Regions from separate parts of the Pan troglodytes genome. Here all the other regions are linked to region 1. Evidence: chromatin contacts called from public HiChIP or PLAC-seq data. All regions are on one chromosome and are shown on one strand. The core of a region is the stretch at or near the end of the contact, and the rest is flanking DNA. Distances in the headings are between cores, read along the strand shown. Region 1 holds the start of TXNDC16 (thioredoxin domain containing 16). Region 2 holds the start of PTGER2 (prostaglandin E receptor 2). Region 3 holds the start of ERO1A (endoplasmic reticulum oxidoreductase 1 alpha).

Region 1 (3,448 bases), core at 520-3,019:
TACATCACTGCTGTCATGAGCATCCTGTCTCCTATTTGAAGAGAATTGTGTACCGCCCTGACCACATGCTCTAAAAATACATGAGATGAACTTCTTAGGTTCCAATAAACATAAAATCCTTCTCCAAAGCATAGACGTTGGATTAGGCCTGTTAACTTCTTAGAGCAAGCTGTACCCTCTCATACACTGCACTCTCTACCTGCTCAGCTGAACGTTTCATCTGAGGGATGTCTAGGTAACAGTGCTAGGCCTGTACATCTACCACAGTTTGTCAGCATACCTATAAAGAACTCAAACCACACTAGCATCTGGTACCTGGACAAACGACTGTCCCAGAATCTACAAAATAGACTTTAAAGTTCCCTGTGGAATACTTAGCTAGGAAAAAAGACAGCAACACTCTTCTTGGGCAAAGCATATGACAAAGGCCAGCCTGGACAATATAGTGAAACCTCGTCTCTACCAAAAAAAAAAAAAATCAGCCGGGCATGGTGGCTCCAGTGCCTGTAGTCCCAGCTACTTGGGAGGCTGAGGTGGGAGGACTGCTTGTGCCCAGGAGGTGGAGGTTTGTAGTGAACTGTCACTACAGCCTGGGCGACAGAGCGAGACCCTGCCTGAAAAAAGGAAAAAAAAAAAAAAGCATAGGACAAAGGATGGTGAGGTAAGAAAAGCTGGGTCTTTGTTGCTCCAATAAACGTAGCAATGTCTTTCACAAGGATACTGAATTCGTAATGTGCTGTGTATTCTAAAGAAAACAAATTATTTCCTTTTAATTTTGCACTACTTGCTAATTTTATTTCCAAATACGAAAAAAAAAAAAGTCAACAACTATGTGCCGGCCCAATATACGTTAGTCGATCTGATTATTCCTCGCTTCTTCACAGCAGTAACATAGCATGTATTTTCTCTCTCAGCCCCAGGAATAGCGCCACCATCTACCATACACAGGTCCAAGGCTTCGATACATGTGGAATTTAAACAGTACAGAATATTCTACTTCCTCTCCAGGCAATCATCATACTTACAAGTCTGTTTCTGCCTTTTTCCCAAAACTTAAGCCCAGAGCATCTTCCCAAATTCTACGTTTGAAAGAACCAGCTTCCCCCTGCTCACAGATCGCTTCAACATCCATCTGATACTACTACTACTCTTCCTTAAGAGACATTTCCCTTGGCCTTGGGAGGAAAGGGTCTTTCACTTAAGAGCTCCGATTCTCCCCGTCGCCCCTTTCCATCCCCTCGACCCACAAAGGGCTCCGGTGTTTCCCGCCGTTCATGCAGCGAAAAGAGAGGGCAAAATGCCCTCAGGAGGCTCCAGGTGAGGCCTTTCGGTGCCCCAGAGACGGGTGTCTTAAGTCAGACTCCGGAGCTGTGCAGTGCAGCCCTGGCTACAGAAAGCCGCTTCGTCTGAATCCCCGGGTCTGCAGGCAGAGCACACAGCCTGAAGGGCCGGCGCTGTCACCTACCTGCCCGGGACCTGCGGGCGGGGACCTGGGCCGTTCCCGAGGCCGCGCGGCCAACAGTTCCCGCCGCCACGCGACGGAGGAGGAGGCAGAAGACGGGGCCGTGCCAGACTAGCCGGGTAGCCTGGAACCACTTCGCCAACCTGCGAAGGCGTAGCACTTCTCCCTCCCAGCCTGCAGCCGCCACCGACTCGGCGGAGTCGGCCTCCTGGGAAAAAACAACCTGCGAAGCTCCTCCTTCTCCTCGTGCTCCCTACGCGAGGCACTCTCTAACCAATGGGAAACGTGGTGGGCGGAGCGAGAGTGACAGACGATTACAGAGTCCTCCCGCCGGCGCGAACGGGCGGTGCAGTAGCAGGGCCAATCAGCAGCGTGGGTGGGAAGTACAGGGGCGGGAGAAAGTAGGGAAATTACGCGCCCAATCAGATCTCGGGACCCTCGAGCGACGGGTCCTGCGGCCCGTGGCCTTCCGAGCGCGGCGCTCAGGGGGCGTGCCTGCCTGGGCCAATCGGCGCGAGCCCACAGTGCGGAGCGAGCGCCTCAAATGCTCGGGTTTCTCAGCTGATTGTCTCCAGCCGAGAGTTGTTTTTTGCAGCTACGGAGCAGAGCCGCAGCAGGAGGAGCCGAGACCCCCGGGGGGTGGGGGGAAAGAGGAGGCGGGGTCCGGGGGAGCCGCGGCTGCTTTGCGCTGGACTCCGGGTCCCGTCACGGCGCTTCCTGGGGTTAGAGGCTGGGGTGGGTGGGGGGTAAGGGGGCAGTCCTTCTCCCCTTCGACGGCGGCTCCGAGTCCAGCCCCTTCCTTCCCGCGCTCGCTCGCCCGGCCCCCAGCCCCCTCATGAGGGTGTCCGTGCCGGGTCCGGCGGCCGCTGCCGCCCCCGCAGCCGGCCGCGAGCCCTCCACGCCCGGCGGGGGCGGCGGAGGCGGAGGCGCCGTCGCTGCAGCCTCAGGCGCCGCGGTGCCGGGCTCCGTGCAGTTGGCGCTGAGCGTCCTGCACGCCCTGCTCTACGCCGCGCTGTTCGCCTTTGCCTACCTGCAGCTGTGGCGGCTGCTCCTGTACCGCGAGCGGCGGCTGAGTTACCAGAGCCTCTGCCTCTTCCTCTGTCTCCTGTGGGCAGCGCTCAGGACCACCCTCTTCTCCGCCGCCTTCTCGCTCAGCGGCTCCCTGCCCTTGCTCCGGCCGCCCGCTCACCTGCACTTCTTCCCCCACTGGCTGCTCTACTGCTTCCCCTCCTGTCTCCAGTTCTCCACGCTCTGTCTCCTCAACCTCTACCTGGCGGAGGTAAGGCGGGAGGGCCGGCATGCGGGGCCCGGGCGGGTGCGCGGGGCCGCCGGGATCATCTCCCGCTGAGGACCAGCGGGGGCGGGGGGTGGGCAGCGAGAGGCGGACTGGAAACCAGCCTGGGGAAACTGAGGCACACCTGGAGTGTGAGCCAGTGTTTTCGCCTTAAACTTAAGTGTCTGATTGGCTTGATTACTGAGGGGTCCGGGCTAGGGGGTGAGTGAGTGTGTGTGTCTGACAACTTAAAACAGCAACGGAACGAACCCTTTGTTCGGTGTTCTGGCCCTTCGAGGTAAGGCGTTGGTGGCACCAACAAAGTGGCATCGCAAGAAGTAGCAGCCCCGGTGGCTCTGCCGAAGCCGGACTATGTTGAGGGAGGTTGGATGCTGAGGTAGCAGCAGCTCTGCTGAAGCTGGACTGCTGCCAGCCATTACGTCACCAGGCAGAGCTGTTCCTCTGCTATTGTTGCTGCGTTTCTTTTATTAGAAGCTTATATTCCCTCCTGCATCTCCTTTCCTGTGGCTCGATAAGCCTCACATAAATTTCGTTCGATAGTTCCCCAGCAGGGTTGATGATCAATAACCAATGCTGAGGATCAGGATAAGGACCTCCATAAAGCCCTTAATGTTTGCCCCAGTTGCTTCATGCTTTAGCGGTTTATCCTACCACCTATTAGCATAGTCTTTTTTGGAGCTAATTAAGAGAAA
Region 2 (3,448 bases), core at 420-2,919, 250 kb before region 1:
TGGCTTTGGGGAGAGAGCTTGGTTATCAACAACTATAGTGTCCACATATTGAACTATACTGTCCACATATTGAACTATACTCTCCACATATTTCTGTGCAAGACTCCTTGTGGTGCAAGACTGAGTCAGGGGTTAGGAAGACAAGGGGGCAGGGGCCTGGGGGAGGATCTTCAACTGCACTCTTGCTCTCGTATTCACAAAAACCAGGGACCGGCCTGCCACCAGGTACCCATCCAAAGAAAAACTAGAGACAAATATATAGGAAAGGTTAAATAGTAGGTTTTTGTTGTGAGGGGCCTTATGAAAATTAAAAAGGTATAAAAATATTTGGAAAATAAGCACTGTGCAAATTCAGTGAATCTAAAATCCCTTATTTAATAGTAAAACTGCAGTGCAGAATTATGCTATAAATCATAGTGTTTTCCTATTAAGAAATACTTCTGATTTAAGTTTGATGTTTCCCCATTGCTTGGGGTGAGATGGGGGAATGTTGGAGTAGGGGAATAGTCAGAGATGGATGGCAAAGATTGGTAATAAGTTGTTACTGACCTGCAGAGTTTACAGCTTGAAAGAAAAACTGTAGGAGTTAAGATCCTCTTTCCTAGGAATCCATGCCATGAGAAGTTTAGGGATTGAAGTAGTGCCTGCTGACATGTGAAAACAGGCCTGTAAACTTTGCAAGCGATCCAGTAAATTATGCTTCTCCTAGTGGGACCACCCCCCCAACTCCGCATTCCAATCCCCAGGCCAGAATCATCAAAGTTAGCAAAAAATATTCATGGAGAGTAAGCAGGCTGTAGCAAGATAGGCTCTTCAGCAGGCAATCTTTGCTTCCTCCCACGTTGTGACTGTCTTTCTTGCCAGTTCCCTAGGCAGATCAGACCCTTCACTTCCCAGTTGGCCTCCCTTCCCCAAGTGAATGTGACTTCTTACAGAACACAATTACCTATGTTGTCTGCCAAACTGGATTTTGTTTTGTTTTGTGTTAAATATCAGCCCATTTTCACGACTCTGCAATTATGACAATATGTGGTAGGAAACCATTACTGTCAGCTCCAGTCTGAAACTGGCCACTTACCAATACACTTTGCCAGGAACAAGTCTTTCTGGATGGATACTACGTGGTTAACAACATGTAAAGATAAACGGCTAAACAAAATATCAACATTTTCTTACAAGGCTCAGCTTAAGGACAGAACAGTGATGTGCAATGGTTTTCATGTTGTATCCACAAACACAATTCTGTACAAGAAACACTCCTTTTTTTTTAATGGTTGCTTAAACAAGTGGTTATCCGTTATGCTGTTGACATAGGAAACGGTGAAATGCTAGTAACCGAATCAAAGCGGCAGTGCAACAGGCCGCTCGGTGGTGCGCATTGTGTGGTTTGGTTCCTTGGATGGACACACTTGCTTTACGCTTCATCCCAATTTTTGTCCCAACCTCTTAGTGTATCTTCCTGGGAATAGTAAAAACAAAGCAAAACATTCTGGTCTTACTTCAAGCTGCCTTTGCACTGTTATTCCCTTGTTCCGCTCATTTCACGGGATTGGGTTCTCCTAACTTCATTGTTTGGTGAGTTGCTTTGCTTTGCTCGTTGCCCCGATCTTCTGTGTATTCTGCGCAGACCCCGCAAGTGCTCCTGCACTCCCTCCCAGCCCTCTGCTGGGGCTTAACGCTTCCCAGCCGAGGTCAGACTGCCGTGCGCTTCGAGTACCGGACCCCGAGGAAGCGAGAAACGCCGCTCCCGCCGGTCGCGGGCAGCTTCAGTACACCGGCAACACGCGCGCCTCTGCCCAGTGCCGCGCCCAGCGGGTGCTCAGACTCCTTCTCTCCCTCCCCGCCGGCGCGCCCCAGGGACTCGGAACGCCCCCGCGAGTGTGACGCGTCCTGCCTCCCCTGCAGCTCGCGGACACTCGCACTTGCAAGGCCTGGCCAGCACTCTTGGGCCCGCCCCCCGACAGTGCGGGGGCGGAGACGACGGCTCCCCTAGGCTCTGGCTCCCGGCCTTGGCCCGCGCGGGTAGGCGCGGGAGCCCCGAGCGCCGCTCGGATGCAGCAGCCGAGCTGCCACTCGGCGCGCGGCGGGAGACCCAGGGCAAGCCGCCGTCGGCGCGCTGGGTGCGGGAAGGGGGCTCTGGATTTCGGTCCCTCCCCTTTTTCCTCTGAGTCTCGGAACGCTCCGGCTCTCAGACCCTCTTCCTCCCAGGTAAAGGCCGGGAGAGGAGGGCGCATCTCTTTTCCAGGCACCCCACCATGGGCAATGCCTCCAATGACTCCCGGTCTGAGGACTGCGAGACGCGACAGTGGCTTCCCCCAGGCGAAAGCCCAGCCATCAGCTCCGTCATGTTCTCGGCCGGGGTGCTGGGGAACCTCATAGCACTGGCGCTGCTGGCGCGCCGCTGGCGGGGGGACGTGGGGTGCAGCGCCGGCCGCAGGAGCTCCCTCTCCTTGTTCCACGTGCTGGTGACCGAGCTGGTGTTCACCGACCTGCTCGGGACCTGCCTCATCAGCCCAGTGGTACTGGCTTCGTACGCGCGGAACCAGACCCTGGTGGCACTGGCGCCCGAGAGCCGCGCGTGCACCTACTTCGCTTTCGCCATGACCTTCTTCAGCCTGGCCACGATGCTCATGCTCTTCGCCATGGCCCTGGAGCGCTACCTCTCGATCGGGCACCCCTACTTCTACCAGCGCCGCGTCTCGCGCTCCGGGGGCCTGGCCGTGCTGCCTGTCATCTATGCAGTCTCCCTGCTCTTCTGCTCGCTGCCGCTGCTGGACTATGGGCAGTACGTCCAGTACTGCCCCGGGACCTGGTGCTTCATCCGGCACGGGCGGACCGCTTACCTGCAGCTGTACGCCACCCTGCTGCTGCTTCTCATCGTCTCGGTGCTCGCCTGCAACTTCAGCGTCATTCTCAACCTCATCCGCATGCACCGCCGAAGCCGGAGAAGCCGCTGCGGACCTTCCCTGGGCAGTGGCCGGGGCGGCCCCGGGGCCCGCAGGAGAGGGGAAAGGGTGTCCATGGCGGAGGAGACGGACCACCTCATTCTCCTGGCTATCATGACCATCACCTTCGCCGTCTGCTCCTTGCCTTTCACGGTAAGTCACTCCCTACGTTTCCACAGCCCGGCTCTGCTCAGCCTTCTCATGCTCTCCCCTGACGCCTCCACCCTTTCCACCGCCCTACAAACTTTTTGCAACTTGTAAAAATATGTCCTAATTTGTAAAGATCTGTAGCCTTCCCCACTAGTTTCCCCTCCTCTTTAGCCCACTTCCTTATCCTGGCTTATGGGCGTTGCTAGGCTAGAGTTTCTTATACAATAATACAGACCGTCCGAAAGGGAGTCCTGGGCCTCAGCTAAGCTAGCCAATCTCCTCATCCTAGCCCTGGGCAGTGTCCCTTTCTCGCTGTTGCCTATCTTGGCTTAGTAATTGAGAAAGAGGCAGCC
Region 3 (3,448 bases), core at 407-2,906, 150 kb after region 1:
ATTCCAGTATCCAAATCTCCAGAATGTAGCTGAAAATGTTACATTGGACATCTTCTTTCCGTAAAGAGTATTTTATTTTAAAGTCACATTTCTATCTTATTTTTTAAATGTTTAATCTCGGTGTTGCGTTATATTTCTAATCAGAAGAAAAATGACCCTTTTTCCTGTTAAGTACTTGATTGTGTGTCGTTTGTAATGATTGAAGGTAAAGGACTTTTCAATGTCTCAGTTGTAAAGTAGCAATTTTCTTTCAACTTCCCTTAGTTTCCTAGATAACACTCACCTCAACTCCCAAATCACTCAGCAAAACAACAAAATCCAAGAATGTAAAGTAGTGAAAGAGAAACCTTTCATAATATTTAAATGCATCTTTCCTTTGACATGGTATCATGCCCCTAAACACATAAAATGGTATTTCTGATAATAAATTAATAGCAAAATCCACTTAGGAATAACATGGATGCCTAACCCTTAATTTTGTATAAAACGTAATTTTTATCAACAGAGTCAACCAAAAAGTGGCTTTGACAAGAGTAATCACATTGAAATACTAGATACTGAAGATAATGGAAAACTGTAAGTTTCTCTCAATTTTTTGCTCAAGAAACCACATCTCTTACAGAAGGAAATGATCATAATCCGCTTTTAATTAAACTTGTGCACTGAAGAATAAGGACCTTCCTCCCAATTCGTACCAGCTTAACGGGTGTCACGATAAGAGAATCTCATTACATTCGAGAAAAAGAGCACACAGGACCAGAAACCAGAGGGCAACTGCAGTCCCAAAGACATCAGGTAGTTGGGCTTACACACAGAAAAACCGCAAGCAGCCATTCTTCCGCCTAACATCGAAATCTGAGATCAGCCCACAAACGTCTTAGCCAGAAAGGCTGGCGAAATGCACGCAGCACAGGTACTGGGTACACAAGTTCCTGGTCAAGAGAGAAGTGAGAAAGATCCAGGTTCTGTGAAAATAGCAAATACTGGCAGTGCATTATACACTGTGCACACTCTCCCCGGGCAGATAAGACCAACAAAGATGCATAAACCCACTCAACCGCGTGCACCCAACCCCTCTCCAGGTCTGAGGCACCGGAGGGCGCGGCGACGTCCAGGCTGCCGTGGAGGCCCGGTCCACGCCAAGCCAGACTCAGTCCCGGCCACCGGGCAGCAGCACCGGAGTCTCATTCCCGGTGGGAAGAGATGCAAGGACGCACCCCCAGCCGCTCACCCGCCAGGGCGTGCGGGACAGTGCACGCCGCGGAGGGCGCCGGGACCCTCAGCACCAACGCGCACATCGCTCACCTGGCAGAAGCACCTCTGTGCCGCTGTCTCCGGGGGCTGCTCCTCTCCGTGGCCCAAGCTGAGCAGCCACACGGCGCCCAGGAGGCCAAACAAGAATCCCCAGCCGCGGCCCATTGCAGCTCCGGCAGCTTGTCGCCCCACGCTTGGGAGGCCAGTCCGCACGCTCGGTCGCGGGCCGTGCGCCCTCAGATGAAGCCCGTGCGGGCCGGCCCCAGCGGCGCCCCACCTCCGGGCCGCCTCCCAGGCCCGCCTCGGCCCTCCTGCCTCTCAGCGATCGCCACCTCGCGACCCTGCCTGTGGACGTGCCGCGGCGCCCGCGCCGGCAGCCCGGGGCCTCGGACCGGTTCCTTCCCGCCGCGTGAGGCTGACGCACCGACCAGCTTCCCGGCTCGGCCCCGCCCGGTCCGCTGCGCCCGCGCCCGTCCCCGCCCCCGGCTCCCTGACGCCCCCGGCCTGGAGACGCAACCCGGCGCGCACAACCCCAGGCCCTGCGCGGGAGTCGGGGGTCCTTCCAGTTCCCAGAGCGAGAGCGAAAGCCGGAGGGGCCTGTATTTTCCTGCGGGGTTGGGGGGCGGGGGGTGCCCGCCCCGCGCCGCCCCGCCCAGCCCCAGCCCGCTCACTCCCGGCCAATCCTTCCGTATCTCAATGCGAGACAATCAAATCGTACGAATTACGTGTCCACCGTGTTCCCGGCGGAGTCTTAAAGCTGAAAGGGATATTAGAGAGCATCTAGACCAGGGCAGCATATGTCATTTATATTTTTAGTAGCCACAGCAGAAGAGTAAAAACAGGTACATTTTATTTTTAAAATATTTTTATTTAACCCCGAATGTGCAAAATATTATTTCAAAATATAACCAACATTAAGTTTATTCATAAGATATTTGACTTTTTTTGTCTTTGAAATCCAGTGTGTATTGGATGCGAACTAGACCCATTTCATAGTCAAATGTGGCTGGCTAGTGCCCACTGTATTAGACAGCGAGGGTGGAAGCCACCCGCTCATATGATAGGAAGAAATAGGCCTAGAGAAGTGAGGTAAGGTGAGCAAGGATTGGAGGTCCTCTGATACCCAGTCCTGGTCTTTTAACATTCAGAGTTGGGACTAGTCTATCCGCTTTTTTTTTTTTTTTCCAGACAGGGTCTCCCTGGGTCACCCAGGCTGGCCTGCAATGATGCGATCGCGGCTCACTGCAACCTCGAACTCCTGGGCTCAAGCGATCCTCCCACCTAAGCCTCCTGAGTAGCATGAACTACAGGCGTGCACCACCACGCCTGGCTAATTTTATTTTTAGTAGAAACGAGGTTTCACCATGTTGCCCAGGCTGGTCTCAAACTCCTCAAGAGCGATTCTCCCGCCTCAGCCTCCCAAAGTGCTGGGATTACTTTTTTTTTTTTTTTTTTTTTTTTTTTGAGGTGGAGTCTCGCTCTGTCGCCCAGGCTGGAGTGCAGTGGCGTCATCTTGGCTTACTGCAATCTCTGCCTCCCAGGTTCAAGAGATTCTCCTGCCTGAGCTTCCCCAGTAGCTGGGATTACAGGCGTAAGCCACCACACACTCGGCTAATTTTTGTATTTTCAGTAGAGAAGGGGTTTTGCCATGTTGGCCAGGCTGGTCTCTAACTCTGAGCTCAGGTGACCCACCCATCTCAGCCTCCCAAAGTGCTAGAATTGCAGGCATGAGCCACTGCACCTGGCCTTACTTTTTGTTTTTTGTTTGTTTGTTTGTTTGTTTGTTGTTTTAAGAAGACTTTTTTTTGAGACACTCTCACTTCCTCACCCAGGCTGGAGTGCAGTGGCGCAATCTCGGGTCACTGCAACCTCCGCTTCCCGGGTTCAAGTGATTGTTACGCCTCAGCCACCCGAGTAGCTGGGATTACAGGCCTGCGCCACCATACCCAGCTAACTTTTGTATTTTTAGTAGACATGTGGTTTCACCATGTTGGCCAGGCTGGTCTCGAACTCCTGACCTTAAGTTATCTGCCTGCCTCTGCCTCCCAAAGTGCTGGGATTACAGGTGTGAGCCACTTCACCAAGCCTAAGAAGGTAGTTTCTAGGTGAAACTGGCAGCTTTCCGACATCTTGCATGCACATTAAATGTTGAAATAGTTCAAATGACTTAAACTCATGTATTTTACTGCAAACC

What was found. HiChIP or PLAC-seq counts read pairs in DNA pulled down with a chosen protein or histone mark.
Region 2: a contact with region 1 is called in an H3K4me3 HiChIP or PLAC-seq map of stem cell-derived excitatory neurons, with 2.1 times the contacts expected there. The contact joins the promoter of PTGER2 here to the promoter of TXNDC16 in region 1. A contact is called at or near these places in 1 of 7 Hi-C or Micro-C datasets (stem cell-derived neural progenitor cells) and 1 of 1 datasets of contacts at active chromatin or transcription factors (stem cell-derived excitatory neurons).
Region 3: a contact with region 1 is called in an H3K4me3 HiChIP or PLAC-seq map of stem cell-derived excitatory neurons, with 4 times the contacts expected there. The contact joins the promoter of ERO1A here to the promoter of TXNDC16 in region 1. A contact is called at or near these places in 1 of 7 Hi-C or Micro-C datasets (stem cell-derived neural progenitor cells) and 1 of 1 datasets of contacts at active chromatin or transcription factors (stem cell-derived excitatory neurons).

What each region holds. Positions count from the first base shown.
Region 1 is chr15:50,560,510-50,563,957 of NHGRI_mPanTro3-v2.0_pri, forward strand. TXNDC16 (thioredoxin domain containing 16) reads right to left here and starts at 1,770. Exons shown (of 21, transcript XM_001158742.7): 1 at 1,466-1,770. GPR137C (G protein-coupled receptor 137C) reads left to right here and starts at 1,986. Exons shown (of 8, transcript XM_024348727.3): 1 at 1,986-2,741. The coding sequence starts at 2,298.
Region 2 is chr15:50,314,888-50,318,335 of NHGRI_mPanTro3-v2.0_pri, forward strand. It overlaps PTGER2 (prostaglandin E receptor 2), which reads left to right and starts at 1,670. Exons shown (of 2, transcript XM_016926089.4): 1 at 1,670-3,098. The coding sequence starts at 2,256.
Region 3 is chr15:50,706,185-50,709,632 of NHGRI_mPanTro3-v2.0_pri, forward strand. It overlaps ERO1A (endoplasmic reticulum oxidoreductase 1 alpha), which reads right to left and starts at 1,657. Exons shown (of 16, transcript XM_509950.8): 1 at 1,306-1,657. The coding sequence starts at 1,419.